Linked DNA regions of Zea mays: all the other regions are linked to region 2. Evidence: chromatin contacts called from public Hi-C data. All regions are on one chromosome and are shown on one strand. The core of a region is the stretch at or near the end of the contact, and the rest is flanking DNA. Distances in the headings are between cores, read along the strand shown.

Evidence for each region. A called contact is a pair of places that touch in the nucleus more often than the background predicts.
Region 1: a Hi-C map of leaf shows a contact between it and region 2, with 6 times the contacts expected there. The contact joins the promoter of LOC100277440 here to the promoter of LOC100283546 in region 2. A contact is called at or near these places in 6 of 25 Hi-C or Micro-C datasets (bundle sheath, ear, endosperm and 2 more).
Region 3: a contact with region 2 is called in a Hi-C map of leaf, with 4 times the contacts expected there. The contact joins the promoter of LOC100285683 here to the promoter of LOC100283546 in region 2. A contact is called at or near these places in 2 of 25 Hi-C or Micro-C datasets (ear and leaf).

The regions. Positions count from the first base shown.
Region 1 is chr1:11,252,306-11,256,848 of Zm-B73-REFERENCE-NAM-5.0, reverse strand. LOC100277440 reads right to left here and starts at 2,770. Exons shown (of 5, transcript NM_001367325.1): 1 at 2,363-2,770. The coding sequence starts at 2,627. LOC103631732 reads left to right here and starts at 2,640. Exons shown (of 4, transcript XM_020540804.1): 1 at 2,640-2,768. The coding sequence starts at 2,640.
Region 2 is chr1:11,083,713-11,088,000 of Zm-B73-REFERENCE-NAM-5.0, reverse strand. LOC100283546 (proteasome subunit alpha type 5) reads left to right here and starts at 2,572. Exons shown (of 9, transcript NM_001156446.1): 1 at 2,572-2,793; 2 at 2,914-2,995. The coding sequence starts at 2,780.
Region 3 is chr1:11,331,410-11,335,978 of Zm-B73-REFERENCE-NAM-5.0, reverse strand. LOC100285683 (appr-1-p processing enzyme family protein) reads left to right here and starts at 1,951. Exons shown (of 14, transcript NM_001158574.2): 1 at 1,951-2,520; 2 at 2,607-2,684; 3 at 2,778-2,833; 4 at 3,655-3,774; 5 at 4,055-4,125. The coding sequence starts at 2,158.

The sequences.
Region 1 (4,543 bases), core at 1,521-4,020, 170 kb before region 2:
GGGGGGGGGGAGGTTGGCCTATATGTGGCTTCTGCACTGTGGGCTACACCTACAGATCGACCGAACACGTAATCAAGATAATTTATGGATTATTCAAGTGAATTATACCTCTGGTAGTATTTATTACAACCATTTATGTGGCTTAATATTATGGTCTAAAGAACAACTGCCTTTAAAATTCTATTAGTAAGCTGTGAGCTGGTGACTCAGATAAAAAAAATAAAAAAGTCCAAATTACTCCCCTCACCTATGGACAATGTTCACATAACCCTAAAGTATTTTTTTTGTTTATTTTACCCCTCCACTCCTTTGAGTTGGTTCACTTTACCCCTTAACAAACTTTGATTTTTTTTATTTCTTTATGTACAAACTGAGTTTTCGGTTCGAATTTTGTTGGCTAGTAGATAATACCATAATTTAACCTAAAAAATATTATTATTGTTTATAATTATTTTGATAGGTTAGGGATTAGATAAGATAATAACTTTAATGGTACCGAAAAAAATATAAAATAATGATAAAAAAAATCTTAACAATTTTTTTTCTAACATAAGTTATGATGTCCTCAATGACCTCAGAAAATATGAATTTGAATTTCAACTTGTACATGGAGAAATGAAAAGGACAAATTTTGTTAAAGGGTAAACTGAACCAACTCAAAGAAGTGAAGGGATAAAATAAACCAAAAAAATACTTTAGGGGGCTATATGAACTTTTATCCACAGGTGGGAAGTAATTTGGACTTTTTCCAATAAAAACTCAAAAGTGTCCAAATTGGTTTAGACAAGAGAATACAAATCAAGGTTTTGTTCGATTAGCTCTGTGTTGTGGTGATGCAGGCTAAGATACGAACAAAAGATATTGTCTGATTGGCATGAATTATGGTGTATGCTGTAGATAGATGGTGATATCATGGAAATCTGGCCTGCAATACACATCCACAACTGAATCCTCACGCTGCTGGACATAGCCATATGAAGCCTTAATTCATGTTTATGATTCATATTTATCCAACCTGATCATTAGCGTAGGCCCTCCACCCCCAATTGCTTAGGGCTGCAAGGAGACCCATTCTCGCAGACACAGCTAATTCTCCACCATGTAGGGCAGGTAGAATGACAAAGCAGCACCTAAAACACACTTACAGACATTCTTTCATTCAAAAATAGATCTAGCATATGAAACCTGTGCTAGAAGGAACCCACCAACTAAGTGTTCAATTATGAATTATGCACATACAATAAGTTGAAAACATATTGAATACAGATTGTCTGTATTTTGGGATTCTTCACTCTTTCAGATAGCACAAACGCCCATGCAACGCTCAAAGTCTCTGCCCAAGAGAGCAGATCAGCAGTTAAGTAATATCTTCCAGTAAGGGAAAAACTGACTCTGGAACAGTATTTCTTCATTTACAGAGTTGATATTACATTAATACATTTATTTGTAGTCCTTACCTGATTTGTGAATACAACCAACAGTAAACCACTGTACAGTTACATGGTCAGGACTCAGGAACTAGATCAAGTGAATAAAAACAGAGGATGATTTTTTACCCTGCATTTCCAAGTAAATTTACACATTCACTAAAACCAAATGGTTAAATTTCACATGGTTAGCCAAAAGAGTTCAAGAGGCATGTGCTGGCATGGGTGTAACTTAGGGTCCGTTTGGTTGGGAGCCACGGGAGCGAAGCCGTCCATTCCAGATTTCGAGAGTGGAGCGGCTCCATTCCACATTCTAAGAGTGGATTGGAATCGTTCCATTTTCTGGTTGGGCCCACTGTAAAGAGAGAGGGAGAAGTAGAACGGTGAGATTCCACCAATCTTTTCGAGCGAGCTCGTCCCGAATCTGATGAAAATATTCCCGATTTAGAATCGCTCCGCTCCATCCCGCTCCGTTCACTAAAATAGAGCGGCTCCATTCCACCTTGCTCCCCAACCAAACGGACCTTTAAAGTGTCCCGCTGGAGTCAAATCTCCTCTAAAATCTCTAGAAACTCTGACAGCATAGCATTAATCTAACAAGAGAAAAATCTAAAAGGTGAACTGTAGATAAATGTAAGCAATCCTAAGCAGAATTGTAAACTAAAGAGCACCACAGCACAAATATCTATCTGTCTACCCGCAGGGTGAACAATGTCCATAATAAACAACACTGCCAACTCCATTCGGGGGCCTAGAGTCGGGGAAACGTAACCAAATCCACACCAAAATCCTCATTCTTCTAGGTACGTACATGAGGCCTCGAAATGGCGCCACGACCACAAACTACCTCGCGATCCCTGATCTATAAACCCTAGCGCGAGATTCCATTCAAACGGGGCAAGCAAAGAGTGCAGACGACAAGCGCGTGGGTTTACCGTATCCGACAACGGCGCCGACGAGGGATCCCGCGGCGGACTCCCAGGCGAAGCGGAGGAGGCACACCCCGGGGGCCGCGGTGGCCGCGGCCAGCGGGCTCGGGTTCCGCGACACCGCGAGGCGAGTCAGGATCGGGTTAGTGGTGGCGCCGGGGCGGCGAGCACTAATCCCCTGCGGAGGAGACTCGTCGGTGTCCGACTCCGTGGCGTCTCCGTCGGAGAAGGGCTCGTCCTCCGGCCTTGGGTCGCCGCCGCCGCCCACCATGGCCGCCGCGTTATGGTGTTCGTGTTCGTGTTCGCGCTCGTGCGCCTAGCGCGCGGCTCGTCACGATGGCCTGGTGCCCTGGTGGGTGGCTGGGTGCACGGCCACCGCGCACTGTCCGTGTGCCGCACAGCCTGCGTGCGAGTGAGGTGGGCCACTAGCGACACGTGCACTAGTAGGATCCTCTGTGACTAACCGTCTAATTGGTTGCCCGTATCATCACATCTTGGACTACCACGTGTATCTGATATTAGGCTGTCTTCAACAGTTATCATATCTCATCTCTTATTTTAAAATTCACTCTATAAATAGTGTAATTTACAGTAAAAATATATTATTTTACACGATCTTTTGTGGACAGCCTTATTTTAGACTGTGTATTTAGTTTCTAGAAGTAGAATCCCAAAATCCAAAGTGGGATAGATATTAAGAGACATATAGATACGAGCATTTGTTGAAACTAAACCCAGGTTCAACAATGTTACACTCAGCTTTTTTGGTGTAGTTGTGGCTACGGCTGAATTTTTTTAACCTAACGTTGCTATAGGTTGAACTGCAATACAGACAGTTGCAGTCGTTTTTAGCTAAAACGACCAACTTCACTATTTCCAACAGTGTCCTCCTAAATTTTATCCTTTACCCAAATATTCTCCATTATTTATAGTATCCTCTAAAAAATTCCATCCTCTATATATTCAATATCTCCAACTATGCACTCTAAATTTCGTCATACCATACAATGGATGAGACTGAGAAGGCTCATTTATTGCCGATGTGCTTAATGATTTCGTCCCTGTTGCAGCCTCGTGAAACGTAAAACTAGGGGCGCTCGATTTCTTGAAAGCGCGTGTGAGTTTTTTTAACGATTCTTCCATCCCCTTAGGTATTGGTTTAAGTCGCCCCTCTATTAATTTATATACTTTCTAAAGGATTAGACGTCCCCCGTGGTACTTACAGCTATGGCTTGAGGCGAAGGCACTAGGGAAAGCAAGGCTTATCTCCCCTCTTGTCTTGCGATCTTTTGGTGGCGGTTCACTGTGAGGCCTTGTTCGCTTAGGCTGGGAACAGTCTGGATTGGAAAGAAACCCACTTGGATTGGACCCCCATGGATGAAATCCCGGCCCACCTAGTAGCAGTGTTCGTTTAAACCCGCTCGGGCGTGAACCCCAGCCCACCCCGGCCGTTTCCACCTCAGCCCGACCGGGATACAGACCTCGTCCCTTCGGTGTGGAAAGAACCCTCGCCTCTCGTTGGCGGCGCGCGAGGCAGCTCCAGCGGGCTTCGAGACGGATCTGCAGCGGGCTTCGAGACGGAGGCGCTCCGGCAGCTGCAGCGGGCTTCGAGACGGAGGCGCTCCGGTAGCTATGGCGACGTAGACGGAGGCGCTCCGGAAGCTGGTACGGGACGAAGGCGACTACGACACGATCTGGCGGTGGCTTCTTCACCTGCTGACCAGCGTCTCGTGGATCCCTTCGGTGGCTACTTCTCGCCGGTACTCACGCCTTTCTCCTCCACCTCCTCATCAAACTCCTCTAATTCCTCTATCAATTTATCGATCTTCAATTTATCGATCTTCACAACAGTAGCTAGTATGGATCTGTCTGCCCATACAGATGGTTGCTACGATCTGCTGGGTCTATTGCCAACACGCAGGGCTCTGCATGTAGCTAGTATGGATCTTCACGAAGGGCTCTGCATGTATCAAGAGGATGGATGGCTCGCGAAGAAAAAAACACGCAGGGAACAGCTGGAACGCGCCATTTCGTGATAGCGCTTTCTGAACTTTTTGCAGGGAACAGGATGGCCTAAGTTTAGTCCGTGTCTTAATTAAATGTTTAAATATCAATTAAAAATATTAATGGGTTTGCTTTGCCAACAAACAATGGTCGTTTCGCTTTGATCTTGGATTAGAACACTTG
Region 2 (4,288 bases), core at 1,323-3,822:
CGAGAAGTTGGATACAATAACAATTGCTTTTCCCTGCTGTTCTGTTATTTTCTCAGTTCCCTTATTTGGAACTTGATATGATCAACATGGATCTGCTACTACTGTATGTTTCAATGGATCACAAAGCACATGATTGGTTTCCTGCTTCAGCATAGTCTAACTCGTATCAGTGAACCAGGCCCAAATAGCCAGCATATGTACATGTAATAGCAGTTTGATTGGTTGCTTGTTTTCATTCAGCCATGATACAGAGTGACGTGTCAACGCTGACCTATTTAAGTTCTGTCAAACTACTCAGCAATCTGCATATTGTGTTATTGAGGACCATTCTTGTGTGAATCTTTCTTGAAGAGTTCCTTTTTCCTTGCAAGCAATTGCCTTGGCCATACATGAACTGACATTTTTCAATATTGAACTCTAGCTTGTTTTGAGATTTTTACTATCATGACAGTTAGGGCTGGACAAAATGCTCGTGGCTCGCTGGCTCGCTCGTTTCAGGGTCAGCTCGGCTCGGCTCGGATCGGCTCGTTTGAATTTTTTCACGAGCTGAGCTGACATCCTAGCTCGGTTCGTTAACGAGCCAGCTCGATTCGTTAACGAGCCAGCTCGCGAGCTAAACGAGCTACCATCTTCGAGCAAAACGAAACTATATACATACCATTTACAGAATAATTGATGAACATGTTATATATATGTGATGTGTCTATGGCCTATGAATTAAACTAATGATTAATGAACTATGTTTATGTGTTAATTTGGTCTATGCAAATATAATTATGGGTTAAACTGATGAACATGTATGTGAATTGTGAATTAATGAGTGATGAATTGTGCTAATTTGGTGTTACATTGACGTGGTTTGTGAAACTATGAGTATAATTACTAATTTCTATTGTTAAATTAGTTTAAAATTAACTAAAAATAATTATTATGTATATATTAATTTTTTTCTGCTCTGGCTCGCGAGCTAAACGAGCCAGCTCGAGCTCGTAAACGAGCCGAGCCGAGCTGACTCTGTGGCTCGTTACCTTAACGAGCCGAGCCGAGCTGGCTCGTTAGCTTAATGAGCCAGCTCGAACTCGGACGAGCCGAGCCGAGCTGGCTCGTTATCCACCCCTAATGACAGTGCTACTCTTCTTACAGTTTTGCTCTTTTAGTGGCACAAATAGATTGTCTGCCCCTTCAATTTCCACACCAGCTGTAGCAAGAATTGAAATGCATATAACAAATTTTCTTAGACTGACATTTCAGCTATGCATCTATCATCGTCTTTGTTGATGTGTATTAATTTTATTTTTTTTATCTTAGTTTCAGATGGAAAACCATAATCCATTACATTCTCAGATTGCTGAAGTGAAAATGGACATCTCAGCATCAGCTTCTGTTGCAGCAGGGAACAAATTTTGCAAGGGTGCTGCCTGTTATTTCTTTGATTCCAGTAACTCCTCGAAAGATGCCAAGGAGAGATCCATGTCCATGAGGAAGCTTATAATCACAGTTATCCTTTGCATCATATTCATGACGGTGGAAGTGGTCGGGGGGCATCAAAGCAAACAGTCTTGCCATCTTAACTGATGCGGCACACCTTCTTTCTGATGTGGCAGAATTTGCCATTATTGTAATTCTCTCTCTGCGCTGCTGGATGGGAAGCAACACCGCAACAGTCATATGGGTTCTTCTGGATTGAGATTCTTGGTGCCTTGGTCTCCATTCGGCTTATATGGCTACTTGTTGGCATACTGTTATATGAGGCTATTGTAAGGCTCATTAACGAGAGTGGCGATGTGCAGGGCTCCCTCATCTTTAACGAGAGTGGCGATGATTCGTGGGATTGCACGAGGGGGAGGACGGGCAGAACCACGGTGCACTTGTGAACGCCTACAATAGGGTCTTATAGAGTAGTAATAGATTTGTGAGTCGTCGCAACGCACAGACACCTAACTATAATATATATAGGTCTACATGATATTGATGGTTGCAATGTAGTTGTGAAACAGGTAGATTGAAATAACAAAATTTATATGTATAGGCAGGATCACCAATGGATTACAAAATCTTCTCATAACAATGTAACACATTTATATATAAGTTATAATGATATTATATGTTCCCGTTGCAACGCATGGGCACACATCTAGTAGAAGATTATGTACAATATATGTGTACCCGCATTGTATATAATATACACACATAAAAAATATATATGGGTAAACGGGTTAGCGGACACGGATACACTTTTTATACCTGCGAGAAAAAAAAACTTTGAGTTGAGAATCAAACTCGCATACTCCCTACGGTAATAAACCCATACATAAACTCGTAGTTTTTAAAATGTGACCGTGTGATCCTAGATTCCTAGTTCAGTGATCTCGAAGACTCGGACGAGGGACGGCATGGTCTGCGGTCCACCTGCTCGGCCCACCCGCGCTTTCCATGTTCTGTCACGGCCCAACTCCTCTCTGCAGCTAGGAGCCTAGGACCGTCTGCGGGGCACGTGGGACCCGCCTGAAATCTTCACGATGCGCCGTCTCCGTTAACATCTCGCCGTCATCACGTCTCTCTTTCAACTTCGTTCGCAAGAAGCTCAGAACAGAACCCATCAAAAGCGAGGCTGCGAGAGAGAGAGAGAGAGAGAGAGAGAGAGAGAGCGAGAGAGAGAGAGAGAGAGAGAGAGAGAGAGAGAGAGAGAGAGAGAGAGAGAGAGAGTGAGTGAGGGAGGCGCCGCCGCGCCGACGCCGAGTCCTTTCTCCATCCTGCATCTGCCGCTGTTTCCGACAGGATGTTTCTCACGAGGTACCCGATCCATCTGGTGTTCTGCTTTTCGTTTCTCTAAACCCTACCTCGATTCGTTCAGTCGGCGGCGCATCTGGTGTCTGATGCGGCTGAGATTTCTCTGCGTGCGAGTTCTTGCAGGACGGAGTACGACCGCGGGGTGAACACCTTCTCTCCGGAGGGGCGGCTGTTCCAGGTCGAGTACGCCATCGAGGCCATCAAGGTGAGATTTCTCTTGCGTCTCTGTTTGGGGGTCGTAGCTAGTGTCAGCCTAAATGCTAAACAGGACTGTTGGTCACATGTTTACATTCATGTAGAGAACCAAAACAGGGCAACACAATTAAAGTAATAAGGCCTTCCTTCCTTCAGTCTACCCCCTTATGGAGAGATAGATTAAAGGAAGAAGGACATTTGTGAATGCTTGATGAGCTTAACACATCTGAGACACCTTTTATTTATTTTTCCATAGTTGCAAATGGTTACAGAGATACCTTTTGAAACTCAGTCGACAATTCGAAGGTACAAACGTTATTTATCTTCAGAGGCTGAGTGATCCTGCAAAGAATGCTCTCTCCTCCAATGCATAACACTGTACCTCTATTTATAGACTTATAGTGGCAACCTGACGCATAGCCTCGTTTAAAACTACAATCATGTCCTTAAACCCTATACATACAAATTACGAAATCCACTAAGGGTATCTCCGTCATTTCCTCTTGTAACCGTGACGTGCATGCTGCTCAATTCCTCCTTCGTCTCCCTGTTGCTTGTTCCACGCACTAGAGAGTGCTTTGGCTAAATAATATTGTCGAAGCTTTCATCTGCTTTGGTGACAAAGATGACTGGTTATCCCTGAAACGAATCATTATATCATTAAAACTGGTTAGTTTTGTGGACCTTCGGCAGAGGCTCACCCCCAACAAGGACCTCACCCATTGGTTAGCCTTTAAACATCGATTTTGCATGGTGTCAATAATAAAAATGTAAAGATAAGTATTCTAGCAACTAGAGAATTATAAATAGTGACATAAAAAGACAAATGATGGACATAGCTGATACTACCCTTGTCCCTGGCATTCTAGGATTCGAATTTGTCCCACAAAACATGTCATCGTGGCACTTAGGCAGGCAGTGGGGGCATGTATAAATCAACCCTCCTCCACAGCCCTTTAATAATCAAACAACCCCTAAATAGGGGCATCCATGTTCATTTCACTTCTTCAATCTCTGAAATATCCTAGACCGTTTGCATGGCCATTTATGGCCTATTGGCCTAAACTGAATAGGTGTCCGTTGTTTACTGTTTAAATGCTGTTTAGGTGAACACTTGTAGGTAGAGGGCGAGGTGCTGGATTGAATCTGAGCAGCGAGGGTGCCAAGATGCCGACTGGCTGTGTGCGGGTTCACTGTGTGTCATCAGAAGTATATGTTTTTTTTTGTGTCGGGACGGGGCTAGATTTGGGGGTTTGACAGCTGTGTGAGTGCAGAAGCTGAAAGGGAGTAGGTGGGTTTCTTA
Region 3 (4,569 bases), core at 702-3,201, 250 kb before region 2:
ACCCCCACCCCAAGCTAGCTCCCTCGTCGTGCCCACCCTTCTTCCTCACTCCCACCAGTCATGTGCCCGCTTCATTCCCTCCACTCCCTCCTCGCGTCTCCCTCTCTCGCCCTCTCCGCAGATCCACACCAAGCGATCGCCAATTCGTCGTAGTGTCTTGATAGTGATTGAATCCACGACGTAATAGGGCAACTAGGGAACCTAGGTCAAAGGATTACATGAAGCTCACTTGTTGATCTAGGCGATGGTGTCGGTGAAGAAGATGATGGAGGTGTCGTATAGGCCCTTGAGTGTGTAGTCCTGCGTAAGCTTGATGTGGTCCTACATCCCCATGAGAGAATTCACCATTTCCGCCGCCACAACGCATGGACACTATAATAGTTTATGCATGCAAAAAGTATAAGGAGTAACATATACACATATATAAAATATATATTGGTGTGTATCGTTTGGTTCCTATTTTGGTTATTGATTCAGATAGGGAATTGTAATGTGTGCTGTCACAACGCATGGACACTATAATAGTTTATGAGACATGAGAATGATATAATTTTTAGGTGAAAAGAAATTTTCCACCGATTATATTAGCGAAAGTTTAGGCATTTGAAACGCCGTTTCAAGTGATGGAAAGTGTATTTATACGATTATGGCTACAATGGATTTAAAATTTATTACAAAATTGGGACATTGACACGATAACACACCAACAAGTCCATTTCAGTGGGTGATAATAAAAATCCACTAAGGATGGCAAGAATGTGGAACACACAAAACAGAACAGAGCCCACCTATTCAATCTAGCTAGCACTGGCGACATCAGTAAACACAAATGTACTCAACGAAACGTACCCAATCCTACAAGGCTAACCCTATACATGTATATTTGGACCGTGTCTAACGGGCTGGCCAAAAGCATGAAATTGGAGGCACGACCTAAGTCTGACACGACCTAGATTAATCGTGGGCCTAGACTGACACAACATAATGTGTGCGTCGTGTTTGAGCCTCAACTCGAGCACACAGATTGATCTGGCATGGCCATTTATATAGGGTCTATCAAAGCCCACAAAATATTAAATATTTCTGAGCTGGTTGTACTCTTTTTTTTCTTTTGACCAAAGGTTTTTAACGAGGCACCTACAAAACAACCCAGTTTTATTTTGATCATATATAACCTATACTTCTAGAGCTAATAATTAGCTGTTAAAATAAGCTATAAAAATTCGAAACACCTCTGGTTAATACCTCAGTTAACTGTTAGTTAACTCACAACTAACATTTAGTTCATTAGTCGTCTCAATCTAGCTAACAATTTATTAGCTAGATTACTATCAGCTACATGGTTCCAAACATACCCTAAATTTTATAGCTATAAAATTTAAGGACCAAATTCTATTAGGATTGGGCTATCTATTTATTTTAAACTAAAATTAATTAATTAAGAGCTCAAACGGATCGTGAAGAAACATTTGGATTGTCCATTTTAATGTGGAAGATCACGATGATGATGAAAATCGTGCAACCGTGGAAACTTATCTTCCCTACTGTTATTAAACGTTTTTTTCTAATTTTTATCGTCGTTTATTTTGCAAAAAAAAGTCCTTATACTTTTTCTACTCGAACTCACAAGACCTAGGTCGTTACCTCTCAGATGGCTCGTGAGAAAACATCAAACCCAATACGACACGAAGCCATCCACAGGATAGTGCTCCCAAACAGGACTAGAAGTCGAGTCTCCTTTTCAACTTATATCTTTCTCAGTCTTTAGCTAAGATAAACTATATTATCTATAATTTAATATAGGTTTGTTTTAGCTAAAATAAAGTGTATTATCTGTAGTTTAATATATGTTTGAGCCGTATGCCTCTAATTTTAATTTTTTTTTGTGTAGGTCACTTTAATTTTAAATTATTTTTTGGACCAAGACGCTACTTGAATCTACAATTTCTGCAGACAGGAACAATTATTGAGAAATTTAATTGTACTCATCTATCTAATCTACTTTCTCTCTCCTCCCCCGTCCCGTCGCTTCGATCCCCCGAGCTTCGCTCACACCGGTCACCTCCGCCTCCTCCCGCTTCGCGCGCATCTCCTTCTATCGCTCCAGCCTCCAGCACACGTCCTCCATGCCCTCGCGGTTCTGATCCGGCCATAGCCATGCAGCACCGCTCGCCGGAGGCGGCTTCGGCATCCGCCTCCCCGACGGCCGCGGCGGTGGAGGCCATGGCGCCGGGCGTCGGCGGGGTTGAGCCGGCCGTGACGCTCGACCAGGTTCCGCGCTGGAGCGACCCGGACCAGCGCATCTCCCTGCTGTCCCCCACCGCCGCCGGATCCGAGACCCCGGCCTCGTCCTTCCTCTCCTTCTCCGACCCGCTCACCGGCGACGACGCGGCCGCGGGGGCCGGGGGCCGTGGCGCGTCGCGGTTCCCCGTCGATTACGAGATCAACTCGAAGATCTACCTCTGGCGAGGCCATCCGTGGAACCTCGAGGTCGACGCCGTCGTCAACTCCACCAACGAGGTCGGGATTCTCTCCTCGGTTGTTCAATCAAGCTATGAAATGCTTCAATCGAGATACTGATGGCCATTACTTCTGAGGTTGTGTAGAACTTGGACGAAGCTCATAGCAGTCCTGGGCTCCACGCTGCTGCAGGTTCGGGGCTCGCCGAGGAGTGCGCCACCCTGGTACTGTTTAACGCTGGATGTGCTTCCTAATTCGGCTGCTAAAATGGGGATTGTAAGGTGGCTTTTCGTTTGTGACTGGTCTGCACTCTGCAGGGTGGCTGCCGCACTGGGATGGCTAAGATGACAAATGCTTATGATTTGCCTGCCAGGTATGTCATTTTATTTGATTGGTGGCTGGTGGCTTTAGATGTTGCATCAGATTACATACTACTGATGGCTTTGTAGTGTCCACCAACAACATTGTTTTCTGGTAATTGTAATTTGTAATGCTGAATAAGCATGAGCCCCTTTAGGTGATACAGGACCCCCCCACCCACAGGCAAAGGTCATGATATTGCTGATTTCAAATAGTATGGATTTTGGGCACTTCTGTAATAAGTTACAAATTACAACTTGCCAGTGAAAATCTTAATTGTCACGGTTAGCTAGATTAATTCGCTTTACCAAAATTTTGACATGAGATCTAGTCTTGCTTACAAAACACACAAGGCACACTTGTCGCAGACAGAGTGAGGGAAGTTTGCGAGTCATTTCCCCCTACTTCGATCATTAGCTTTTGGTTGTAAAAGAACCATGCATATGCGATGCGCATATTTCATTATAGGTATATCTGTGGTGATTATATAGGAGTGAAATAAGTGATTATAGTGTTATAGCCTCTAATTTAGGTGATGTGATGGTAATTTCAGAGCATGTTTATTTCTTACTAATTGTCTGAGGAAGATATGAACCATTATGTGCTTCTGGATTGACCTTCATACAATAAGGCTATTATTTTCTTCTGGCATATGCTTAAGTAGTTAAGTTTATTCCTGAAAGACCTATTGCAGGTAACTATGGGTGACTAGTTTAAACTTATAAAATTCATTTGTTTGAACCTTGATATTTGAGAATCATTTGCTTGAAACATATCACATCAGAACTTTAATGCTCAACGTTAAGCTCAAAAGTTAATTATCTGGTTATGTAGGAAGGTCATCCATACTGTGGGCCCAAAATATGCTGTAAAGTATCACACAGCTGCAGAGAATGCGCTTAGCCACTGCTACAGGTCTTGTCTAGAACTGCTCATTGAGAATGGCCTTGAAAGGTACTCCTATTTATTATGAAAAAGGGTATTTACAAGTTTAACATTAAGGGCTTGTTTGGTCGCATGGGGAATGGAGGGGATTGAGGGGCATATAATCCCATGCTGTTCATTTTTGACTAACAAGGGATTATAGGCCCCTCAATCCTCTCCAATTCCCATGCAACCAAACAAGCCTTAAGTGCTTACAAACTTTTGTTTAGATTCCATTTCTAATCCTAGGTTTCACATCGAATGTTCTTCAACTTTTGCAAGTAATTTGTTCTGCCTTTGATGTGGTTAGCATTGCTACTGGCTGCATTTACACAGAAGCCAAGAATTATCCTCGTGAACCAGCTGCTCATGTGGCAATAAGTGAGTTCACTGATCTGCTTTTGCTCTTGTTCATTTTTACTACAGATGGGATTTGAATCCTGATTTATTTTATACAATATTTACATACTCCACACTTAGTTTTTCATGTACTATCTTCTTCGGTTGAGATTGCGCCGGAACAGTGTCGGCCCAGTATTTTAGGTTTGGGCATTTGAAAAGTATTGGGGTACTGAATTTCTTTTCACAACCCGAAAGCTAATGTTTAGCATATATAATGCTGCATAGTTAAAATTACATAATATATGTAGAAAATATATAACATAAAACTGAACATGATTTCATATATTGGAGAATTTGACCTCAATTTGAAATCGTTTAATATAAAAAGGTACCAATAGTTAAGACCTAAAGTTAAATCAGGAGACTAAGTAATTATGGGACAACTCAAGCTAAGGCACTAAGCGATTCACAAATTGTTATCCC